3 separate regions of the Sus scrofa genome follow, and regions 1 and 3 are each linked to region 2. A link is a contact called in public Hi-C data. All regions are on one chromosome and are shown on one strand. The core of a region is the stretch at or near the end of the contact, and the rest is flanking DNA. Distances in the headings are between cores, read along the strand shown.

Region 1 (3,472 bases), core at 954-3,453, 78 kb before region 2:
ACCAGTACAGTGGGTTAAGGATCCGGCATTGCGGCCACTGCAGCTTAGGTTGCAACTGTGGCTTGGATCTGATCCCCAGTCTGGGAATTCCATAAGCTGCAGGGCAGCCAAAAACGAAAAAGGAAAAAAGAAAGAAAAAATCCCAGGTTCTCACGACCAGGAGGAGAGAAGGGCAGGTGCTGCCTGGGGGGACAGAAGGAGGAGGTTCTGGTGGGCGTGGCACGCATGGAGCAGCAACGCCGCCGTCACTCCTATCTTACAGGTGAGGGGACAGAGGCACCAGGACATGAGGTAGTTTGCCTAAAGCCACACGCAGTTGAGCGCTGAGCAGGGATCATATGAAGTCAGACTCCTCCAGGGCCCAAACCTACTTACACCATCAGGCCGACACCACCACTGCTCCAGGCTGAACTGTGTCCCCACCAAATTCATATGCTGACCCCAGCTGCCTAAGCCCCTTCCTCATCCCCCAACCTCCCGCGCCCGGTTCTTGGTCACACAGCCCCACAGACTCATGCAGTCAGCCATCCTGGGAACTCCTCTGCCCCCCAGGCCTCAGTGTCCCCATTCACGCTTGGTGTAAATCCTGGGGTCATTTCCAACCTGACTGTTCCGCAAGCCCATGTGGCACAGGCCGGATGGGAAGAGCCAGCACCGGGACAAGGAGGAGGGGGGTGCCTGGCTGCAGCCGCCGGCCTGGACCACTGCCTCCACTCCCCCAGCTGGCCGCCTGCTCTTGCTCTTTTGTGAGGCTGGCTTCTGGGCACACGCGGAGCCTGCATTTATCAGCCCAGCAGGGAAGCGAACGCAGGAACCGTCAGAGCGGAGGCCCCCGGGCATCAATTACAGCCTCCCCCAGCCCAGCCGGCCAGGCATGGCATCCACGGGAAAAATCAAAACGGGTACCGGGCTGAGATGAATCATCGCAGAGGAAGCAGCTGTGTTGATGAAATTTTAAAACCGACACGAGAAAGAAAATACGAACTGCAATACAGTAATTTAGCCTGTGAACACTAAAGGCACATTTTTAATTAAAGCTATTTCGGAGTTAAACAGAGGCCATGGGGGGAGGGGTGGGCAGTCGGGAACGGGAATCCACAGAGGCCTCCGCCCTCCGACCCAAATCCAAAGCCGTGTCACCTAAAGACAGTTATAAGAGTACCACTGCTCTCTCCCCCCTTTTGCCAAAGGCAGATCTGCCACATTGCACAGAGCTGGAGGTTTCTGTGCAATTTGATTCCATCGACAAGACTTAGCTGCCAAAATCTCACAAGCCAGAGCCCAGGAGGCAGAGCCCAGAACCCTACCCGTGGCAGCAATCTCCTCCAATATTCCCAAACACGGCCATCCATCCCCACATCCGTCCAACCACCCTTGATTACCTCCAACGATGATCCACTCACTACCTCATGAAGCAGCTCTCCCTTGGTGAAGCAGACCTTGCTTATTCTGGGCAAGAACCAGCCTCCCCTCTTGGCCTAAGAGACTATGTGGGGTGCAGGCAGGGCTCCCCAAGATGCATCTGCCAAGTCATTGGAGATGCAGATGTGACCGCTGGGTAGCTGATAGCCCAGCAGGGGTGGGGGGCCCAGCTCCACAAGAGAGGGTCCTGACACCCTGTCAGCAAAACAGTGCAGCCCCTGGGTCTGGGAGAGCTCAGGGCCGGGCCACCTAGGGGTGGCTGGTGAAGGCCACTGGCAGGAGGCCAGGAGGAAGAAGGCTATAGAAACCCCATCTTCCCTGGACCCCCTCAAAATGAGACCAGTACTCTCTTTGTGGGCCAAGCCCTGCCCATGGGGTTGTACCCCCTCCGCTGTGCTCCCATAGCCCGCCTGTACACCTGAGCCTACTGGCAGGGAAAGAGTGAGACTGCCCCCTGAGGACAGGCTCTGCCTGGGTACCGCTGTACCCCCACGATGTACCCCCACACACAGGAGGTGAGTGTGTGGGGGTACATTGACTGAGTGCCCACCTAACAGGGGAACAAGTGGAGGCCAGGGCAGGGGAAGTGGCTTGAGGGTCCTTATAAAGCTGGTGCCCTCTGAGCCGCCCCGGGAACCCAAAGGCAGGCAAGGTGTCAGCTGCTGCCGGGAAACCTGGAGCAGGCCAGGGAGGCCCTTCTCTCCCTGTTTCTCACGCCTCCTGTGCAGCTCAGAAGGGCAACGCCTCCTCCACAGCCAGCAGCATCCACCCCCGTTCAAGGCCAAGCCCTGGCAGCAGGTGGCGAGGGCAGCTGGAGCCCTGCCCATGACCCTGGACATGCCCTGCCAACACCCCGGCCCCTGGGTGCCTTTGCAGACTGTAGGTTGAGGGTCAGCCCCTCGGCTGAAGCAAGGGGACAAGATGATACAAGGCTGGCCTGCAGTGCACCCGTGGCCGCACGGCTGCCCCAGTGCCACACGGCTGCCCCTTCTCAGCCAAGCTGACACAGGCTCACAGAGAGACCTGGGCAAGACCCCCGCCTGCCAGCAGAGCCCTCGTGAGGAGGAGGCAGGCATGGGACCCGGTGTCCAGCTCCATGACACACACAAGCACACGTGGCTGTCACCAGAGCAGCACGGCTTTGCACCTTCACCAGGGAGAAGGAAAAGTTCTACCAAAAACCAGGAACCTGGAACACTGCCGCTGAGCAGGCCCAGCTCTCAGCACTTCTCCTGGACGAGCCAGGCCAAAGCCCGATCTTGACCTTTAAGCCCAATCTCACCTGCAACCGGCAAGCCTGGGCAGCGCGGGGTGGGGGGCCCAGGCGACAGGCCACCCCCCCATCTGACAAACCTCTGTGCCCAGAGAGCCTGGCCTGAGCATGGGTACAGGTCAGGGACAGACCTGCACTGCTGCTGCCTGCAGGACAAGGGCCCAAACCTGACTCCAGGAGCAGGTCAGAGCAGGCTGGGGGAGGGGAGGAACCAGGCAGAGACACCCCCTGCCCAGGTGGCAGCCGCCCCCCTCATGCTCCAGACATGGCACCCCGTCAACCTCCACCTCTGCGTATGCGGGTGGGGAGCGGGGGAATGACACAGCTGTGGGGGCTCCCTGGGGAGACCGGGGGTGCCCCGAGGGAGGAAGGAGGAGGAAGGACTGCCCCCTGCAGCCTGAGTGCGTGCACAAGGCCAAGGCCACCACGGGAACCTGGGTGTCTTCTCCCTGAGGGACAAGGTGGCCTAGGGGAGCAGAGGCCACGAGGTCAAGGGACACTTCCGTTCCTGTCCTTAGAAACAGGACCACAAGCAACACCCTGCTGGGACAGCAGAATAAGGCTGCAAACAGCATCCTGAATTGGGGGCCTGAGCTCTGCTTCTCCCCAGAAACAATGACACAAAGGACAGCTGGATCTGGGCAGACTCGAAATCACCCCCACCCCCACCAGAGTCCCCCACCGCCCCACAGTGGTCCTGGCCTTCATTGTGCCATATGCGAGTGACTGCGTCCCCTCCTCCACCGGCTGGAAATCAGCCCCAGGTCAAGGCCCCCA
Region 2 (4,031 bases), core at 987-3,486:
GTCCCTTGTTCCACCTGCTGAGGTTCCTGGAAATGCCCTGTCCTCGTGGGGGGTGCCATTGGCACATCTGATAAGCTAGCCTCCCGGGGCTCCATGCAGGTGCTGTTTTGAAACCTGTAGAGCTTAAGGCAGAGACCTCGGGCTCTACAGCAGGTTGCAGCAATTCCCAAGCAGCGCTATGGCCTGGGCTCACTCTCTTTAGAGAGTTTTGCCTTCCCTCCTAACTGCTCTGCTTTCCCCTCTCTGCATTCCACCAAAAAGACAGCATAAAGAGTTTGTCCCCTCAACACAGTATTATCTGTCACACCTCCATGTCTTGGGCCACACGTTCTCTTTGTCTCAGATGCCCTGCCCCCTCTTCCTTACCTGGCTGAGGTTTGTAAAGTCCTTCTCCGCGCCCCCCATCCCCGACCCATCAGGCTCCCACAGGCCCCTGGATTCCCTGACGTGGCCCCCATCGCTGTGCTGGCCCTGTCTGCCCAGCCCCCGCTTACACTCTGGGATCCCGAGGTCCCTCCAGCCCAGGCAGGACCCAGCCCACACAGAGGCAGCACTGGGGCTGTTGAAGGAGCCTGGGCTCGGGGCCGGCCAGGCTTAAGCAAAGGGCTGAACCTCTCTGACCTCGGCCTCCTCCTTTGTCCAATGGGCATCCTCGCTAGGTCAAGGGTGAGGGCAAAATGCTCACTGGATGAGCTCTCTGTGCTCACCCACGAAGTGAATGAGCCACGGCCCTGTCCTCAAGTTCACAGCCTGACGGGGAGTGGGAAGGGCCCTGAGAGTCGTGCCTTAAATGAGACTAATACGCCATGGGAGCCGCCAAGGGGGAAACAGTGATTCAGGTGGGAAGCCAGGAGGGCTTCGTGGTGAAGGAGACGCTTGTGCTGGGCTCGAAAGGGGGCTCCGCATTTCTGTAGGCAGCAGAGGTAGGAAAGAACATTCTAGCCTTGCTGGGGGTGCTCCTTCCTACAGACGTGCCAGCACTGGCTTTTATCACTTTATCACTTTAATGCTGCATCTGCACTTTAATGCTGGCACAAACTTATTCTGCATTCCTTTGAATGCCTGATTCCCTTTAAGGCTGGCTCTGAGCACCACCGTGGGATTCCAGGGAAATCCTTCTTTGTTAGCCCAGGAATGTGCCATGAGCTCAGCCCAGGAGAATCTGGGCGATTTTTGGAAGCAGTGCATCTGAGATGGCAATAGCCACCTTGGCGGGAGAGGGGGGCAGGACCCTGGCATGGCCCTGGCAGCACCAGCCTCCCTGGGGCTGCGGCTCACATGATTTGAGGAACACGAAGAGCCTTTTCTAGCTGCCTGCTGGCCTGAGACACACGCCGCCGCAAATCCTACCATCAGCCATGATCCTCTTAAGACAGGGGCCTCTCTTAAAAATGGAAATATTTTGTCTAGGAGAAAGAACCCTTTGCTTTATTATTGAGGCAAGGGAAATTGGAAACCTGCATTTCTTTTTTGGGTTTTTTTTTTTTTTTTTTTTTGTCTTTTGTCTTTTTTTGTTGTTGTTGTTGCTATTTCTTGGGCCACTCCCGTGGCATATGGAGGTTCCCAGGCTAGGGGTTGAATCGGAGCTGTAGCCACCGGCCTACGCCAGAGCCACAGCAACGCGGGATCCGAGCCGCGTCTGCAACCTACACCACAGCTCACGGCAACGCCGGATCCTTAACCCACTGAGCAAGGACAGGGATCTAACCCGCAACCTCATGGTTCCTAGTCGGATTCGTTAACCACTGCGCCACAACGGGAACTCCTGTTTTGTTGTTGTTGTGTTGTTTGGTTGGCTTGCCTGCGACGTGCGGAGGTTCCCGGGCCAGGGATCAAATCTGCGCCACAGGAGCGACGGAGCTGCTGCAGTGACCACACTGGATCCTTAAGGCTGAGCCACAAGGGAACTCTGAAACTTTTATTTATTTTTTTAAATTCATTTTTGGCCACGCCCATGACATGTGTAAGTTTCCCGGCCAGGGATCAAACTCCTGCCACAGCAGCAACCCAAGCCACAGCTGTGACAATACCAAATCCTTAACCCACTGTGAAGCTTACTTTTATTAAGTCCCAGGTGCTTTGTTAGCAAGGGAAAGGAAGAAGGAAACCTCCTGTTATCAAGCACGCACTCCCTGGGCTGAGCACTCCTGCCCCGTCTTCAGATCCACAAGGCAGCCTGGCCAGGTGGGGGAGTTCCCCAGACCTGCAGGCGAGCGGTTGGAAACCCCAAAGGGCCAGGGGCAGAGCCAGAATTCAAGCCCAGAGCAGACTCTCCGCCTCTCTCTGCTCCCAACACCCAACGCCACCTCCTCCTCCTTCTTGGAGGGGGGTCTTCCTGGAGAGTGCGAGGGTCCTGGACGCCCCTACACACCCCTCACCAGTTCCACTGCAGCCCTGCCTCCCACCAGCTGGAGGCCAGAACAATCGCTTCGCCTCTTGAATTTCCCTTCATCTGTGGATGGCACAGCAAAAGCACCTACCCCACATGGCTGCTATGGGCACAGAAGGAGCTCTGCAAAGCCAGTGACACTTCCTGGGTGAGGGATCAGCAAAGGACAAGTCTGGTCTCCTGCGGCGTATCCCTCTGCCCAGGCAGAGCCGTTTTCAGCCAGGGCCGGACCCAGGGGCTGTCTCTGACTCTAGCAGCGGCAGGTGTGGGGCCAGGCTTCTCCCTACCGTGTCCCCATCCTGGGATCTGGGGAGAGAAGGCAGGTGGTGGCCAGGACAGCTGGCTTGTAGGAGTGAGTTTGTTCACAGGACCGGTGGCCACCTCCCCCCAGTCCCCCATGTTCGAGTGACCACAATCGGAGTCCCATCTCTTCTCCCCAGGAGCCTTGTTCGCTACAGAGAGAAGGCCAAATTCAGAGTCCCTGCCTGCACCACTGACCCTGGCCCCTCTCTAAGGCCCAAAGCAAGTCTCCAGCCTCCTGAGCCTTGGTCACCCTATCTCCAAAATGGGCAGCCCAGGAGTTCCCAGTGCGGCTCAGCAGAAACAAACCTGACATCCAAGAGGAGGCAGGTTCGATCCCTGGCCTCGCTCAGTGGGTTAAGGATCCAGCGTTGCCATGAGCTGTGGCATAGGTCGCAGATGCAGCTTAGATCCCACGCTGCTGTGGCTGTGGTGTAGGATGGCAACTCTAGCTCCGATTCGACCCCTAGCCCGGGAACCTCCATATGCCGAAGGGGTAGCCCTAAAAAGAAAAGACAAAAGGGCTGCCCATCCAATCACATCTCCTTAACAGAGCAGAGTCTGCAGAAATAATTAGTCCCTGGCCTTGAGCATGACGTGCAGAAGCCACTGGCCAAGGGCGTCTGCTGCAGCCCTGGGAACTTGGCAGGGTTCCTGGGGTGCCGGCAGGCTCACACCATAGGCATAGGGTAGCATCTTGGGGCCCCTTTCCCGTGGCTGCGGCTTGGTCTCCACTGGGCTGGCCAGGACTCTGCCCTGTGCAGCCCCACCCCCAGGCAGCCCATGGGAATTGACACCTCTCTGCAACCTCAGCCCACTTGGCAGAGGAGGAAACTGAGGCCAGGGAGCTCAAGTCGCCGGCTTGCTGCCAAGGTCTTGCTGCCAAGGTGTGCCAGTCTGCCTGACGCAAGGTCTGGCCTCCCAACCATGACACCAAAACTGCTTCCGAGGTTATTACTGTCATCACAACAGAATACTCATAATAGTCGTAATTATTGTTATTGAGGGCAGTGCCCTTGCCAGGCCGGTCTGGGTGGCCCCATCACTGGGCCTGGGTGTCTGCTCGGATGTTCAGGGTTTGGCAGGGTTTTGTCCCAGCCGCCCCCGGGACGAGGCTAAAGATGTGAGGCCCCTTCATGCAACCTGGGTCAACAGCATAGATGCCCTGGCCAAACAGATCCTGGACTCAGGCAGCCACTCAAACCCTATCTGCTTCTAGAAGCATTTGGTGGTGGATACAGCAGATTCCCAGATGAGAACCTTGAAAATTCAACTAGAAGCACTCTCTGTTTTGATAAAACACCGTCCTGGAGTTCCCGCTGTGGCACAATGGGATCGGCAG
Region 3 (3,752 bases), core at 944-3,443, 98 kb before region 2:
CAGTTAATGGGCTGCCTCTGCTGTGCCTGCCACCAGCTGGGAGTAAATATTTGTGAAAGAGAAAATAATGGAGGTTCCCAGGCTAGGGGTCAGATCAGAGCTGTAGCCGCTGGCCTACACCACAGCCACAGCAACGCGGGTTCTGAGCCGCATCTGCAGCCTACACCATAGCGCACAGCAACGCCGGCCCCTTCACCCACTGAGTGTTCTTGCGTTCTGTATATTAGTGAGGACCCGCCGATGGAAAGCACGTGGTAGCTGAGGTGCCTCCTCTGCTCTCAGACCTTGGGGGGCTTGTCTTCAATGGGCGGGGAGCAGTGGGGTGCCCGTGGTGAGCGGGCTGACTGTAAGGAGCTAGCGGGAGGAGGTGGGAGGCCTAGGTGGGGGCTGTATTTGGTTTGCTCTTTCTTTTAAAAGGATGGTGCCTTCCTCAGTCCCTTAAAATCTTGTCCATAACAGTTTTACCCCCAAAATTCCTTAGGACGAAGGACATTTCTTTCCCTGCCTCTCTCCCCGCTGCTCTCTCTCTCCCCTTCTCTCTCTCTGACATGTTTATTCACACAAAGAGTAACTTTTTCATCAATTTTTTCCTTTTAGAACCCCCACCACCTAAAATTGCCAAAATTGAGACCACCCATCCTCCTTTGCCGCCAGCCCACCCACCTCCAGGTAAGTGTCTGCCAAGGGAGCTGGGAAGACCAGCTGTTCTCTGCCTCTTTGAAGGGCAGACTCGGGACTTCCTGAAGAAAGTTTAGAAGACTTGCAGACGTTTAAAAAGGCAGTAATGACCTAGGATCTTTTAGAAAATTGTTTTTTACAAACCAGATAGTTTGAGGGTGTTCTGAATGTTCTCAGACCTCAGACCTCTCATATCCATAAATGGTGAACTACCCACGGTAAGTGGATTTAGAGTCACTTTTAGTAAAACGAAGCCCCGCCAGTGTAGGGAGGCTGTCCAGACCCAGGGCAGGCTTGCTGTGGGTCCTAGACCCCAGTCTTTGGCCGCTGCTTCCTGTTGGCAGGATGTCTCCTAAGTACATTTTGAAGAAGCAGCAGTTGTTTGTGAGGTTCCGGGGAGAACAGAATGAGGAGTTCTCTGCAGACATACAGTGAGCTAGGAAGAAAGTTGTAGAGGACTCTCCTGCTTTACCTGTGACAGCCTTGTGGAAGGTGGAGTGTTCTACCAGAGAAGGCAGGGGTTCATGTGTAGGTATTCCAGAGGCTTCTCTGGGGGTGGGGTATCAGTCTCACTGCTGGGGCGGCGAGAGGTGTGGGGCCGCACAGAGCACGGGGTGTTGGGATGTCAGGCTCGCCCGCCATTTTCATGCCATCTCATCCCTTTGGTCAACTCAGACGTTCTGCTGAGCATCGAGCCCGCAGACAGTGATGTGCAGTGTGGCAGTGATGCACTGTGGCAGTGGTGTGCAGCGTGGCAGTGGTGTGCAGCCTGGCAGTGATGCACTGACAGTGGTGTGCAGCATGGCAGTGATACACTGTGAGTGGTGTGCAGTGTGGCAGCGGTGTGCAGTGTGGCAGGGGTGTGCAGTGTGGCAGTGATGCACTGTGGCAGTGGTGTGCAGCGTGGCAGTGGTGTGCAGCCTGGCAGTGATGCACTGACAGTGGTGTGCAGCATGGCAGTGATACACTGTGAGTGGTGTGCAGTGTGGCAGGGGTGTGCAGTCTGGCAGTGATACACTGTGAGTGGTGTGCAGTGTGGCAGGGGTGTGCAGTCTGGCAGTGATGCACTGTGACAGTGGTGTGCAGTGTGCAGTGTGACAGTGATACACTGTGACAGCGGTTTGCAGTATGGCAATGATTCAGTGTGACAGCGGTGTGCAGTGTGACAGCGGTGTGCACTGTGACAGCGGTTTGCAGTGTGGCAGTGGTGTGCAGTGTGGCAGCGGTGTGCAGTGTGGCAGTGATGCACTGTGACCCTGGTGCTGGGCTCACCATCTCTGGAGACAGGCAGAAAGAAGGGGCCCCAGCTCTGCTCTGGGCACCACGGGACTGCCTGTGTCTCGTGTGCTTGGGACAGAGGGAGGGACACCCAGAGTGGCTGGAGGTGAGGCCTGTGTGACAGGACACGGCCTGTGCCGTCTGGCCGCAGAGGTGCCAGCTGCTCGCGCTCCTCTGGGAAGACGGCAACGGGCGGCAGCCCGCAGGCGCTAGGGCCGGGCTGGGAACCACCGAGGGAGCCGGTGGGTTCACGGGGCCCCCCGCGGCCCTGGCGGGGCCGGGCCAGGCCGGCGGTGACCCGGCGCTCCTCTGCAGACCGCAAGCCGCCCCTCGCGGCGGCCTTAGGCGAGGCGGAGCCGCCCGGCGCCGTGGAAGCCGGCGACCTCCCCAAGGTGCAGATTCCGCCGCCGGCGCACCCGGCGCCCGTGCACCAGCCGCCGCCGCTGCCGCACCGCCCGCCGCCGCCGCCGCCGTCCAGCTACATCACCGGGATGTCCACCACCAGCTCGTACATGTCGGGAGAGGGCTACCAGAGCCTGCAGTCCATGATGAAGACCGAGGGCCCCTCCTACGGCGCCCTGCCCCCCGCCTACGGCCCGCCCGCCCACCTGCCCTACCACCCGCACGTCTACCCCCCAACCCGCCCCCGCCGCCCGTGCCGCCGCCGCCCGCCTCCTTCCCGCCGCCCGCCATCCCGCCCCCGACGCCCGGCTACCCCCGCCCCCGCCCACCTACAACCCCAACTTCCCGCCCCCTCCCCCGCGCCTGCCCCCCACTCACGCAGTCCCGCCGCACCCGCCCCCGGGCCTGGGACTGCCGCCGGCCAGCTACCCACCCCCTGCCGTCCCCCCGGGCGGACAGCCCCCCGTGCCGCCGCCCATCCCCCCACCCGGCATGCCGCCCGTCGGGGGGCTGGGGCGGGCCGCCTGGATGAGATAACGCGCCGCCTTCCCCCCCCCCTCCCCTGTTTTTTAAAGACAAAAGTTTTTTCTAATGAACCTGAGAAGTAGTTTCAGTGGCGAAGCAGCAGGGTACCTTGTGTGCTACTAACTAGACAGACAGTTGCAGTGTAAGCAGTGGACCGGGCCTGAGATGAAGGTAGCGGTTCTCCACTGGACCTGGAGGACCCAACAGCAGCGCCCAGCGGAGCCCGGGCCGCCGGCCGGTGGTGAGCTGTGTGCTTGCTTTCAGCTGGTGTCTGCAAGTCCTGCCCTGGGTTACTTTGCACTAGTGAGAATGCGAACCAGCCACATTGGCTCAAGGAATAGCTGCCCTAAGGAGTGAACTTCCTTCTAGCAATCAGTGCCTATTTTCCCTGGAAACTCCGTTTTCCACCGCCCAGGCCCATGCGGAGCCAGTCAAGCTGTTGTTGCTTTCCTTCCAGGACACCAGGAGGCTAGGGAACCACTTTGGTTTGGAGTCTGTACATCCTTTGTATTAAAGTTATTTTGAAGGGGTTGCCTTGGTGGACGCCTCTTTTCTTTGTCCTCCTGGAGCAGGGGAGCGATGCACCGGGAAGTACTGTATGTTTACATCCATTTGCAAATTCCTGTACATAGAGATCTATTTTTTAAGTGCGAATGTAACACCATACTGTGAATTCCATCTTGGTTACAAGCGAGACTCTTTCAGCCAATTATCCAAATAAAACCAGTTCTGAAACGACCCTTTTGTTCTGAGCAGAAGGAGGGGCCCCCGGAACTGAGCAGCCCCTGGGTCTGCTGCCCAGAGGCACACCTCGCTCTGGACCCCGGGGGCCGCGGGGGTTGGCTTTGGAGGAGGCCGCTTGGGACTGT

The links. Hi-C and Micro-C count contacts between places; a contact is called where the count stands out from the background.
Region 1: a Hi-C map of omental adipose tissue shows a contact between it and region 2, with 1.8 times the contacts expected there. The contact joins two enhancer-like sites. A contact is called at or near these places in 1 of 5 promoter capture datasets (fetal liver), 20 of 47 Hi-C or Micro-C datasets (alveolar macrophages, brain, embryonic fibroblasts and 12 more) and 2 of 2 datasets of contacts at active chromatin or transcription factors (alveolar macrophages and skeletal muscle).
Region 3: a contact with region 2 is called in a Hi-C map of omental adipose tissue, with 3 times the contacts expected there. The contact joins two enhancer-like sites. A contact is called at or near these places in 1 of 5 promoter capture datasets (fetal liver), 22 of 47 Hi-C or Micro-C datasets (alveolar macrophages, brain, embryonic fibroblasts and 12 more) and 2 of 2 datasets of contacts at active chromatin or transcription factors (alveolar macrophages and skeletal muscle).

What each region holds. Positions count from the first base shown.
Region 1 is chr7:120,529,743-120,533,214 of Sscrofa11.1, forward strand. The region is part of intron 2 of CCDC85C (coiled-coil domain-containing protein 85C); the gene reads right to left. Among named protein-coding and RNA genes, the nearest start is that of CCNK, 44 kb to the left of the region's middle. Within about 2 kb of position 2,204, at least 6 of the 83 cell types and tissues checked have an H3K27ac peak or open chromatin away from gene starts, as enhancers often do. A contact at or near this core is called in omental adipose tissue, where this site is marked.
Region 2 is chr7:120,608,090-120,612,120 of Sscrofa11.1, forward strand. No RefSeq gene overlaps it. Among named protein-coding and RNA genes, the nearest start is that of CCDC85C, 13 kb to the left of the region's middle. Within about 2 kb of position 2,237, at least 1 of the 83 cell types and tissues checked has an H3K27ac peak or open chromatin away from gene starts, as enhancers often do. A contact at or near this core is called in omental adipose tissue, where this site is marked.
Region 3 is chr7:120,510,603-120,514,354 of Sscrofa11.1, forward strand. It overlaps CCNK (cyclin-K), which reads left to right. Exons shown (of 13, transcript XM_001925518.6): 10 at 598-669; 11 at 2,272-2,592; 12 at 2,595-2,666; 13 at 2,669-3,621. The coding sequence ends at 2,895. Among named protein-coding and RNA genes, the nearest start is that of CCNK, 25 kb to the left of the region's middle. Within about 2 kb of position 2,194, at least 6 of the 83 cell types and tissues checked have an H3K27ac peak or open chromatin away from gene starts, as enhancers often do. A contact at or near this core is called in omental adipose tissue, where this site is marked.